2 separate regions of the Mus musculus genome follow, and region 2 is linked to region 1. A link is a contact called in public HiChIP or PLAC-seq data. All regions are on one chromosome and are shown on one strand. The core of a region is the stretch at or near the end of the contact, and the rest is flanking DNA. Distances in the headings are between cores, read along the strand shown.

The links. HiChIP or PLAC-seq counts read pairs in DNA pulled down with a chosen protein or histone mark.
Region 2: a FOXA1 HiChIP or PLAC-seq map of pancreatic cancer cells shows a contact between it and region 1. The contact joins two enhancer-like sites. A contact is called at or near these places in 1 of 39 promoter capture datasets (liver), 1 of 115 datasets of contacts at active chromatin or transcription factors (pancreatic cancer cells) and 1 of 9 other capture datasets (pancreatic islet).

Annotation. Positions count from the first base shown.
Region 1 is chr15:76,761,443-76,767,820 of GRCm38.p6, reverse strand. Arhgap39 (Rho GTPase activating protein 39) reads left to right here. Exons shown (of 12, transcript NM_001168288.2): 2 at 2,170-2,336. The coding sequence starts at 2,257. Among named protein-coding and RNA genes, the nearest start is that of C030006K11Rik, 41 kb to the right of the region's middle. Within about 2 kb of position 2,925, at least 49 of the 459 cell types and tissues checked have an H3K27ac peak or open chromatin away from gene starts, as enhancers often do. A contact at or near this core is called in pancreatic cancer cells, where this site is marked.
Region 2 is chr15:77,034,699-77,041,076 of GRCm38.p6, reverse strand. It overlaps a transcript of Mb not described here. Among named protein-coding and RNA genes, the nearest start is that of Apol6, 7.2 kb to the left of the region's middle. RefSeq lists an enhancer at 2,313-4,437. Within about 2 kb of position 3,201, at least 215 of the 459 cell types and tissues checked have an H3K27ac peak or open chromatin away from gene starts, as enhancers often do. A contact at or near this core is called in pancreatic cancer cells, where this site is marked.

The DNA.
Region 1 (6,378 bases), core at 1,676-4,175:
CATTTTTATTTTTTATTAATTTTTATTTATGTGTATAGGAGTTTTGCCTACATGTGTGTATACCATATGAAGTGCCCATTGAGGCCAGAGAAGGGCAATGAGCTCCTTGCAGAGTAGCAAATGGTTACCAGCTGCCATATGGGCACTGGGAATCAAACTAGGTCCTCAAAAACAGCAGCCAGGGCTCTAACCACTGGGCCATCTCTCCAGCCTTCTTATAGAGCTGCTTAAATATTTCATCTCAGTTTACATTTGTTAGGTGATATAACTAGAAATTTATACTTTTTAAATAGTTCCAGTTTAGTAGAATATATGTTTATGACCTAGTGACTTTCTAAATTTTATTTTTCTTTGTTATAATAGCTTTTCTTTTTTCTTCTTTCTTCCTTTCTCTCTTTCTTTCTTTCTTTCTTTCTTTCTTTCTTTTTTTTTTTTTTTTTTTTTGGTCTCCCAAATACTTGGATTATAAGTGTGTGCCACCTTACCTGGTTTACCTGGTAATTAGAACCTTTTTGAATTTGTCCTTAAATTAGCAGTTAATATCCATGGAATATCCCTGGTTTGAGGGAAGGCATAAATCTAATGCCATCTGGGAGTCGGTAAAGAGTAAGACAGAACCCCAGTAGTATTCTGTTCGCCGTGGCTGTTTGTGTGTGGTGGGGATGGGGGGTGAGGGACCTGAATACAGAGCCTGTAGCACTGTGAGCTTCCTGGATCAGCACCGTGTAAGCAGCAGCGCCCTGGCTGGAGACAGCGAATGGCCCCTGATCCCCTCCTGGCACTGTTGAGTCCTGAGCCTGTCAGATCTGATTCTAATACAGCCACAAGTGCTTCTCGGGTTTTTAAAAGGAAACCCTAGTGTGTGTATGGGTTCACTTCCTGCTACGGAGTTGGTGTGCACTTGGCATCCCTCACTGTTGCCATTGCCACAGTGGCCTCTGTGAAGTGGTCAGGTCGATGCATGTGTCCTCCTTTGGGGCCCTTCAGCCCCAGCACTGGGATGTAAGTGCTCTTCTTGCCCTTGCCAGCACTTGGTAGTTGTTGTCTTTCCCGTTTGCTGAGTGCTCATGTCACACGCCTTTAAGAGCACTTCCTGAGGAGTGAAATGGAGCCGTCTCCATGACTGCCGTCTGCACTGTCTACTCGCCCCTTCTTTATCATTGTATCAGCAGCATTGGCTTATGTTTAGTGTGCCCGTTATCAGATCACACACGCCATAGCTGGACACACTATATAGCAAACGCCTCCCATTTTGGATTTGCATTTTTCTTCCTCCTCCTCTTCTTCCTCTCCTTCCTCCTCCTCCTTCTTTTACTCCTCCTCCTCTTCTTCTTCTTCCTTTCCCTCTCCCCCAACCCCCCTTCTAGGATCTCACTTTGTAGCCTTGGCTGGCCTGGAACTCACTCTGGAGACCAGGGTTCTCTGCCCCCTAAATGAATGCACCACCACACCTAGCCTGTTCTTGGTTTCTTGATAAGTAGATATCTTCAATCTTAATTTTATCACAGTCGAATTCACTATTTTTTTTTCCTCTGGGAGCTGGTTTTGTGACTGTCTCAGAGATCTGACCCCGCTATAAAACCCAGCATTCTCTGGTTTTCCTAAAAGTTCATTTTGTTTTTTCAGCCTTCACATTTATAACATGGATGGCTTTTTATCTTGGATGAGCATAGGCTCAGGGGTCCCTTTCCATGTGTTTTCTCAACAGCACAATCTGCCTGTGAGAGAGCCTGTTCACTGTCACAGGAATCTGTGTATGCCTTGCGTGCCTGAGTTCCACTGTGCATGAGGCCATACCCTGTGTATGTTGTGCCCAGCTTCATCTCCACAGTAACTTCCCCATATGCAGCATCCTGTGCTGGGGCCAGACGTCATCCACGGGTGAGGCCTGGGTGCTCAGTGCATCCTCTAGCTTTGTAGTTCTTGAAGCACTCATGCACCTGCCCTGGCCCAAGTGGAATCCCAGCAGGAGGCAGTTGGCCATCAGGCTCTCCCTCTGTACAAGAGAAGCTGGCCGGGAGTGGCTTCCCCAAGGAGTCTTGAGGCATGGGAATTGCTTTCTATTGAGCCAGCTATCTGGCAGGAGAGAAGGATGGACTGTAATTTCATGTGTGGTGTGGACATCACTGCATTTCCTATCAGTGCTTAGCCACTTTTCTTTCTCCCTAGTGTGGCCTCTTCCTGTGTGATGCTGGAGGAGGCAACCTGATGATCCTCTGACAACTGTTCACGTCAGCACTAAGGAAGCAGATGGCAATGTCACAGGCACAGGATTATGAATGCAGAAGCCATCATGTCGATGAGCAGGAGCCCAGGATTCCGGGGTCGAGTACCAGGTAAGGAGGCAGCATCCACTCCCGATGAGTTATCCCGGCCCTGGGGAAGTGGGGGAGCAACTGTTCAGAGAAAAGGTCGTGTGGCTCCAGGGCTGTTGACTGGCCTGTGGTAGTTCTCCCAGTCTGCTCACATGGCTGCCTATGTGCACTGCCTTCTCTCACCGTCCTCCAGTGGTTGTTCCTGCTCCTGTCTCTCTAGTCCAGTGTTCTCAGCACAGCCGCTCACTGCGGGGATACCTGCACACTTGGCAGAGGCCAGCCTGTCCCCTCCCGCCCCCAGAATGTTGATGTTTGGGCTGCACATATGAACTTCGCCCGTTTTCTTGGGCACTCTGGGCAGTGTCCATACAGACTCCAGTAGTCATGCCTCTTCATTCCTATTTTTCTGATGTGCAGCTTTTTATCTGAAAATAATTCCACAGTAACAGAAAAAAAAAAAAAAAAGAACAGTCCCAGAAATGTCCATGTGTTCTTGCTCCGAGTCGTCGCCATCAGTCATCTGTCCTTTCTGAGTCACTTTGGGCAAGTCACAAGTGTTCTGCCTTAGGCCTTGAATGCTTGAGTGTGTGTCTGTCAGGTGACTCACATAACCAGGACACAGTCACTGATCAGATCTGATGTTGACACAGGCTTTGATCTCCTCTGACACCCTGAACCATAGAGACCATGTATTCCCAGTTGTATGTATAGCACTTCTGTCCCCATGTAGTATAGAATCCGTCAGCCAGTTCTGCCTGCCTCTGCCTTCTCGCCCTCCTTAGCCTTGTCCAATCTAAGTGGTTTCCACAGCCTTTTCATGACTTTGGTACCCTTAACCAATATAAAAGTGGTCTCTGTACTCAACTGGTTAGAGTACTTACCTAACATACACAGAGCCCTACACTTTACAGTACTACATAAAATGTGCCTAGTGGTATAGGGAGATAATTCCAGTACTTGGGAAGTAGAGGATTAGAGGATCAGAAGTTTAAGGCTGGCTTCAGCTACATGAAATGTTTGATGCCAGCTTGGGATGCGTGAGACTCTGTCTCAGAGAACAAAAAGCAGTGGATGGGAGATGACTTGCAGTGAAGAGCACTGGCTCCTCTTACAGAGGACCAGACCCCTAGCACCCTCATGGCTACTCACAGCCATCTGTAACTCCAGTTCCAGGGACTGCAAAACTGTCTCTCTGGGCTCTGCAGGCACTGCCCACACATGGTGCACAGGCATAGTAAAACAATACCAGAAACACAAACAAACAGAGGTACTAACAACAACTGGGCTTATGTGTACACCTACCGTAGTCTGCCAGACCCTTACAGGGGTCAGGCAATCACCTGCTGGGTTGCTGTGCAGCTTGGAACTTAGGTCTTTAATGGCAGAGCAAGCTAAAACCCTGCACACTGCACACATCACAGTTCATCTTCAGACTTTTTTTTTTAAATCTTTCACTCAGTTTTCCAATACCAGGTTTTGTTGTTGTTTATTTGTTTTGTGCTCTGAGTTAAATGCAGGGCCTCATGGATGCCAAGCAAGTGTTCTCCCACTGCGTTACATTCCAGTCCATGGCGTGCCGGTCAATTTGGAATCTATACTTGGGTGTGGTGTGAAGTGTTGACCCGACTTTCAACTCTAAAATGATCCAATTTCTTTTTTCCCTTTCTTTTGTTTGTGTTTTTGTTTTGTTTGTTTGAGACAGGTTCCCTCTGTGTAGCCCTGACTGTCTTGCAATTCTCTTTGTAGACCAGGCTGGCCTTGAACTTAGAGATCTGCCTCCCTCTGCACTCCAGTGCTGGGATTAAAGCACCCACATGGCTGTTCACAAGCATCCCCACAACCCTGCACCACTGTGGCTGGCTGGAACCCATTTCTTCTTATTATCTTGTTTATAATTGCCTTTCCCTTTTCTGAGACTTCATACCCTCTGTTCATGTCCTGAAAGTTCTGAGGCTCTGGGGTACTTTAGCTTACCCATGTGTTTCCATTGACTTCTTTGGTTGTTTTTTGAAATAGTCTCTCTCTATGTAGCCCTGCCTGGCCTTGAACTCACAGACATTCACCTGCCTATAGCTCCTGAGAGCTAGGTGTGTGTCACAATCAATCTCAAACATTATCACCAAATAATCCTTGCCCACTGTATCTCCAGGTGGGTCAGTAGGAAGCCACCAAACATCAGTGCCTCCTGCTGCTCATAGGGTTGAGTCCTGGCTGGCAGTGAAGCACTGTGAGCAGCTCTCCAGCAGCTAACAAACCTGCTTTCTTACCCACTTAACTCGCCAGAGCATGACTGTTAGACCCCGGCTGCAGCGCTGTGTGCAGGCTGTGCTTTCCTTAATTCAAGGTGCCCTCCCCAACTTGCTCATGAGGCCTACACATACATGTGGCCGAGTGCTGTGTCTCCCTTTCTCAGATCCACAGAGTCCACGGAGCTTCCCAGACTGTGCTCCCTGTTTTTCTGAAGCCACTCACTGTGGACATCTTTAGGTCACACCCACGCCTGGCTTTGGGTGTCAGTCCTGGGCTCCCCCCTCCTGTGCCTTTTATTCTCTTGGGTATCATGGCTGAATGTTGCCCCCCAGGAGATGCCAAGAATGTTCCTAAAGGGCTGGGTTTCTGCCCACATGCACAGGAGTGCGCTGCAAAGGGAATAAAACCCCATTCTTTGCGGAGAGCAGATCATTGAATTGCATTGATTTAAAAGGACGTTTTAAACAAAACTAAGACTTACATTTTTAAAAAGGGATTAAGAGATTGTTCTGTACTTAATAGCTTTCTTTTTCACTCAGGAAAATTCTTTGGAGAGTACCAAGGCTTTGTTTTGGTAAAATCTAAATATAGGTCAGGGAGAAGGTCAGTGAAGATCAGTTGCAGAGGAGTTAGGTACCTGAAGCCTCTCACGGCCCTGTAGGCAACCACCTTCCTTCAGTGTCGTCACCCGGGACCATGTTGGGGCGACCTGCACCTGCTGGGTCTGTGGGCAGCCAGTAGTGTGTCCATCGAGTTCTGCCCCAGATCTTCACATCAGCTTATTTCCATGCTAGAAGTCTTGCTTCCCCTTCCTTGTCCCTCTCACCTGTCAGCTCCTCTACTATGGCAGCTTCATTCATGTCTCCAGACATTACAACCCTGTTCCCCATTTGACCCTGCATGAGAACTTCTGGCCCAAGACAGTTGCCTCTACAACCCTGCTTCAGGAGTTCCGTGGAACCCCTGTGCACATCTGTCTTCATGTCTGTGCTTGGTTTCCCTTCTCAGTGTTCTGTCAGCAAATCTGTCCTAAAGTGCCAGCCAAGTTCTGAGGTGTCTGTTGGTCAGAGTTTTCACTGCAAAGCTGGAGTCCATGCCAACAAGAGCAGGGGTGCTCTCTGCCACGACCACGTGCTCGTGTCTACCCAGGATACACTTACATGTCGTGTGCTTCAGACTGAAGAAAACATGAACAGCAAGTTGTAGGGATTGAATGCTGTGCTCTCTATTGAGCGTTCACACTGAAGTCGGTCCCGCCATCAAGGGTTCTAAGATTAAGATGATCCGATTATCAATCCTAGACGGTTTTTTTCAGCTTCAGTCAGAGCAGAAAGCACAGGAGAACCTAGGGAACCTGGCCATCTGAAGCTGGGAGCTCAAGGCACGGCTCACCTGCAGTCCTTGCTGGGGCCACAGGGGCATGCGCCTGTGCTCTGCAGAACAGCCAATCCTGCTTCAGTCTTGGCAGAAGGTAACTGTGTAGTCACCAGTGATGAGGAACATGGAGTGGCTTCAGAATTCACAGGAAATAGTTGTGTATGCTGGCATTATTGAGAGCATCTTCTCCTCTGGCCAAGTCAGGAAGGGCTCTGATAGCCTCAGTTTATAGTGGGGAGCCTAGAGGGGTTCATATTATATAAGGTCAGGACCTTATAAATGGCAACCACATGTAGGTTGAACATGGAGTGAATGCAGACTATGAGAAGTGAATGCCTGCAGCTGGGCAACCTGCAGAAGACCTTGGCCCTAAGGTAGGGTAATACATCTATTTCCCCCACTGTGTGGGTACATCTCACCTTCTTAGATTTATCAT
Region 2 (6,378 bases), core at 1,952-4,451, 270 kb before region 1:
CACATACAGCTGTGGAGTCAACCAACCACAAACCACAATATTGGATTGGCAGAGAGATAACTTCCCATAAATCCCAGCACTCAGGAGGTGGTACCCAGAGGATGAGGAAGTTAAGGATAGCCAGGCTCCATAACGCCACACTGTCTCAGACCCTTATCTTTCCTTGTGGCTTGGGAAAGCACTGCACTAGTACTGAATACGTACAGATGCTTCCTGTTACTGTCAATTACTACCTATTTGCATATCATTACAATTGTGTTAAGTGTTGTAAGTCACAGGAGGACAGGAGCAGGATCATACAGGAGCAGGTGCAGGGGCTTTCTGCAAATACCATGCCATGCTATCTGAGAGAATTGAGCATCCCCAGGGTTGCTGGGGATGCTTGGTGTCTGGAGGGAACCTGCAGTCCTTTCCTCTGAGTATTACAGTTTCAATATGTACACACATGTACGCACGGCTGTCAACACATCAGCCACAGGGGGACGAGCCCAAGGAGCATTCTGACCCTGCAGTTCTCAGATTCCAGGAAACAATTATCTTTTCCTGGCCGCAGTTTCTAAGGACGTTTGTGCTAAAGATGTCTGAGGTTGCTCCTTGTCAAGTGTAGCTGAGTTTCCATCTCTGCCCTCGAGGCTCTGCCTAGAAGCAGCTTTCGGATCCTGGGACTCTCAGGGCAGTGTTTCCCCTCTGAGAAGCGGTAGTTGTGAATAGAGACAGGGGCACAAAACTTGATCCTAAGAACATGACATTTCAGGTCTAGTAGTTTCTCCAGCTGTGCCCTGCCTGACCCTTACTTCCCTTCCCGGGTTCCTGGTGACATCAGATTGTCCTGACTACAGCAGAGGCTGTCACACTCAGGTCCCCTGTGAGTATGCATACATATAGGCATTTACATGCACCTGTGTAAGGCACTGATGTCTATACGCATGCTTTGTTCTTGACTCTCTTGGGAGATGTGAGTTGCTCCTTTTTAAAATCATTTGCTTATTTTAGTTGTATACGAATGTGGCATGTGCAATCATGTACAACTCAGAAGATTGCTTCCAGGAGTTAGTTCTTAACGTTTCACCATGTGGGTCGCAGGGATTGGACTCAAATACTCACCCTCTGAGGCATCTGTCTGGCCCGTGAGAGGCTCTGGGGGTGGGGTATCCCTCCACTTCATCCCACCTCACAGTAAAAACTAATATCATCCTGTATCCTTTCCTCTCTGCAATTAGTGCCCAGTCAGGTGAGATGGGGGCGTTCTCCTGGGCGGCCTGAAGCAGGGTCAGCGCTGGACCAACTGTCCTCTGTGGGTAACACAGGTAGGAGAGGGCATTATGAAATATAGTGTGGCGAGGGGGTACCTTTGGCTGGCCCATGCCAAGGTGCACCCTTAAGAAATTAGGTCTTGCAACAGATCTGGTGTAAAAGAGGTTTATTGGGGGAGGGGAGAGGCTTGAAGACCTGGGGAAGGGATAGGAGGCAGATGAGGGAACAAGTAGACAGGCAGACAGCTGGGGACCAGAGCCATGGGGCCAGAGAGGGCAGACAGAGAGGGAAGAGAGGGACCAGGTACTAGTCCTCCAAAAGGGAGAACAGGGAGAAGGAATGTTGAGAACAGAGAGCTGGGTGGGCGGTGGATCCTTTTATAGGCAGCACATACCAGGCGAGCCTGGATGCAGTCGCAGGTCATGACCCAAGCAGCTCTTAGGTCCCTGAGAGCAGCCCAGTGGAATTGCCTGTGCGCTAACACAGGGGCACGGTGCTGGGGGGGGGGGGGGAAGCGGGAGAGGGGGAAGGTGCAGTCACGGGAACAAAATGCCGGGAGCGAGCTCTTCCTACTTGTTTTGGCTCACAGTTTTAGAGCTTTCTGTTATTGATCCGTTGGCCCCGTGGGCCTGTGGTGAGGCACGCTAACCAACAGTGGAGGAAAGGGCTCATCTCAGGACAGCCAGGGAGGAGGCATGGAGGTAGAGTAAGCGGGGAGGAGGGAGAAAGGGAGGAGGGGAGGATACAAGGAGAGAAAAAAGGAGGGCGAGGGGGAAGAGGACAGGGCATAGGTCCGTCCTCCTCTTCCTCTCTCTCTCTCTCTCTCTCTCTCTCTCTCTCTCTCTCCTCCTCCTCCTCCTCCTCCTCCTTCTCCTCCTCTTCCTCTTCCTCCTCCTCCTCCTAGACAGGATTTCTCTGTGTAGCCCTGGCTGTTCAGGAGTTCACTCTGTAGACCAGGCTGGCCCTCAAACTCAACAGAAATCTGCCTGCCTCTGTCTCCTGAGTGTTGGGTTTAAAGGCATGTGCCACCACACTCAGCTTTGTAGATCCCTCCTCTTGAAGGTCCCATCACCTTTTGGGCTGGAGATATGATTCACATATTAAGAGCCTGTAACTGGTCCTCCAAAGGCCCAAGTTCAATTCCCAGCAACCATGTCAGGTGGTTCACACTGCCTGTAGATCCAGCTCTATGGCATCCAACTCCTCTGTCTTTTTGGGCACTTGCAGTGACATGCATATACCTACACATAGACATCCACATAACTAAAAATAATAAAACAATATTTTTTAAAGGTCATGTTGTCCCCAGCAGCATCCATATGCTGGTCACCAAGCCATTTGCATGTGATCTCTAGAGTCATTTCAGCAGGTGTGCCCTGGAGAGCCCCCAAATAGACCAGAAGGAAAGGCTGGGCTAAGACAGGACCACCATTAAACAGACTCTGGGAGTGGGTTTACTTGGCCCCGTGTCTGGGATGGAGTTAGGCTGACCCTCTGTGGTCTATCACCCTGTCAGTAAGAAGGAGCAGTCAGTTCTTCCTGTCTCAGAGAACCAAGGCAGAGTGGGCTGGCGGCTGGGTTCGCAGGCCAAACCCAATTCCCTTTGCTCCGTGGCCTCTGAGAGCTGAGGAGGTGGGGTTGGAGCTGTTGCTTCAATTCTACCTTGGGTTCCTGGCTTCTCACCAGACAGCAGGGACCCTGTGCAGGGAGTCAATGACCCAGAGGTCAGGAAAGACAGGGCCGGGACTCTCCCCACTCCCCACAGCCCTGTGGTGGTAGGCAGGGACTTGGGAGTGTCTGTGGTCTGTTCATGAGGGGGTGAGGAGAGCTGCACCCCTCCCCCTCAACCAGCAGACAGGGAAACCTGCCAGCGACTGTGGGAGTGGGACTCCCCTGCGCAGCCCGAGCTCCAGATGTTTTTCCCATGAATGCTTTTGCAGAGTGGAGAACCGGAACCACAGTAATCCAGACACTGGCCTGGCCTCCCTCCCCAGGGCAGGGCTTCCCTAGGCTGCCCCGATAGACCCCGAGATCTGCAGTAAATCTCTGCTCCTCCAAGCCTGCATTTTCCCTTCTGTAGACAGCTGAACAATGACCATCCCCACCCCCCCTCCCGCCCCCCACCCCCACAAAGCCGAGCCTGAGACCATGTGACTTGCAATGGGACCATATTTGGAAACATTCTCTGAGGATGAAAAAAAAAATCAAATAACTCTGGAGATGAGGTCATCTTGGCGCTTGTGTGAGTCAGGAAGCCAACAGCAGTGTCCTTGAAAGAGACAGAAGACGATGGGGCTGTTTGCTAGCAAGTAGGGTTGGAGGGAGAAAAGGCAGAAATGCATCAGGCCCAGCCACTGCCTCTCTTAGCCTACACACCAGCAAGCAGGCCCACCTTCTGTTCTAAGGCATGTGGAATATCAAGAAATATCAAGGCCTACAGCCACATGACTGGGAGAGACTTAAGAAACTACAGGGCCTGCAGAAATGGCCAGAACTGCCTCATTATTGGCTGTTTTTTCCCATCCTCTGACCTGAATGCTCCTGAGGAAGGAGGAAGAGGAAGAGAGGGAAGAGGAGTGAGGAGGGGGAGGAGGAGGGAGAAGGGGAGAGAAGGAGGAGCTGAGGGGAGGAGGGAGGCCTCTAAGCAGGTCACTGAGTGGTTATAGCCTCCTCGGTAAGATGGGGAGGGCTGTGGAAAGGCTTAAACCTTCTGCGTCATCCTTCAGTTCAATGTGGTAATGAACTGAGACACAAAGAGGGAGGAGAGGACCTGTGTTAATGTGACCTGGCCCTCTTAAAAAGGAGGGGCTGCAAAGAAAAAGGGATCTCTCCAGGCTGACCAAGAAGCCGGCCAGAACATGTTACACTGCCAAAGAGGCCCCAGAGCGCTACCACAGCCCTAACTGAGTTCTTGGGAGGCCACAGAGCCCCGCTCCCACACAGTACTCCCTGTCCAAGATTCCCCTGAGGCTGTAGCTGGCAGCCACACAGCTCACACACTGTGCCTTTTGGCTTCTGAGTCACAGGGACTAATCTTAACTGTCCATCTGATTGGTGCCCGAACCCTGGGACCGCCCCTAACTCACCAAAATGCTCCAAGTTTAAAATCTCCCCCAGTGAGCTCCCACCCTACTTAAAACCTCACTCTTGGCCAACCCACTTCACAAACTTTCTCGCCCGGCCAGCCTGGTCGTCTTGCAGTTTCCAGGTCACTCTGTGTTGTGTGTCTGCTTCCCCAAGCTTTTTCTCATCATCCCTCAGCCCTCCTGTATGACCAGGGCACTCACCCCTCCACCTGCCCCTGCCCATCTCCCAACATTGGCCAAACGCAGCCATGTTTTCTGATCTCAGGCAATGACGGTAGCTGCAGTGCACCCACCGGGGCCTGCCTGACTTTGCCCTCCTGGCCCAGAGAGGCCTGTCTTTGTCCTCCCTGAAAGTGTTCAGAGCTGGCTGGCTAAAGTGAATAGTGACCCTCTCAGAGGGGTCTCTAAACCTCTCTCTTGGTCCTGAGCACTTCTCTCCTTCCAGTTTTGGCTTGATCCAGGAGACCAGGGGTGTTTGGTGGCCCCCAAGAAGGAAGTTAGGTCCCCGAGAGATGTTGAGCAGAGCTTCAGCGCTAGGACTGAATGGTACTGTAAACGAGGCCTGAACCACTCGGGCCTAGGGCCTGCTCTGGCTCTTGCTTCCTCTAACAAGGCCTGAGAAACTCTCCTCTGTCCTCACAGTGCAGGTCAACCTGTCTCTGACCGCCCCATAAAGCTGCCAAGGCTCCCTGGTTCTTGGAAGTCTCTTCTCGACTTTCCCCCTTTTCTTCCACACCAGCATCCTCAGGGCCTGTCCTGGCTAGTTTTGTTTTGTCAAGCTAGAGTCATCTGGGATGAGGGGACCTCAATTGAGAAATTACCTCTATCAGATAGACTGGCCTGTATGCAAGCCTGTTATGGTTTGTAAATGCTCAGACCAGGGAGTGGCACTAATAGAAGGTGTGGCCTTGTTGGAGTAGGTGTGTCGATGATATGGGTGTGGCCTTTAAAACCCTCATCCTAACTGCCTGGATGCCAGTATCTGCTAGCAGTCTTCAGATGAAGACATAGAACTCTCAGCAAACAGTTTATTGTCATGGCAGAAAATAGATGTGTAAAACCATCCCCCACTTCTCAGGGTGGGCCCGAGATTAAATACCTTTTACAGGGAGGAACTTCTGGGAAGGGAAGTTTATTGGCTAAGCCCTCTGGGCCTAGGTACCTTATTAGAATGGAGAACTCTGTTTTGGACCTATGTGACCATAGGACATGTTTCTTTTATGTGAGAAGCATGTCACATGTTCCAAGTCAGGAGTCTGTCAGGGAGCTGGGAGACACCTAAGCCTCAGGTGTGTGCCCACTGAGCCTCCAGGTCTTGGCCTGCTCTTCCTGGCACAGTTTCACGTCCCACAGTTTCTCATGATAATGGACTCTAACTTGTAGGCCAACTCTACGCTTTCCCGGATAAGCTGCCTTTGTGTTTATCACAGGAAGAGAAAACAAACTCAGACAAGGCCTTCCTTTTTTTGCCCTCTCTGTATACTGATAGGCCAGAGCACACAGTTTCAGTCCAAAACTGTGCTCCACAGGACAAACCGAAGCATCTCCAAATTGCTGGGTAAACCCCTAGCTGTTTTGGGGTACAACTAGAGTAAAGAGAAGAACAAATCCACACCACCCCTATCCGGTGACAGCATAAGGTGGGGGACTAAGATCAGAGATGCCCCAGCTGGGCCTATGGGAGGATGTCGGTGTCTCGGGACCCTGCATGGTGGAGTGGGCTTGACTTTGGAGACACAAATCAGGGTGACCCACGGATGTCTTGTCTTTTTCCTTCCGAGTTTCCCTCCCACAGAGGAGCTTTGGATGCAAGGCTCTGGTTTTTCCAGAGGACAGAGGCCCAAGGTGGAGGAACTGGGGACCCAGGAGAAGGCCTGCAAAGAGGGCACCCCATTCCATGTGAAAGTTGCCAGTCCTAGAGCCTCTGCCCAGGATGCGCAGGCAGGCGACTGCCCTTGCAATGGCTGAATAGATGTGTAGATAGTCCTCGACCTGGAAAGGCTGGACTCCTCCCAAGCTGCCCTGGGCCTGTGGGGTT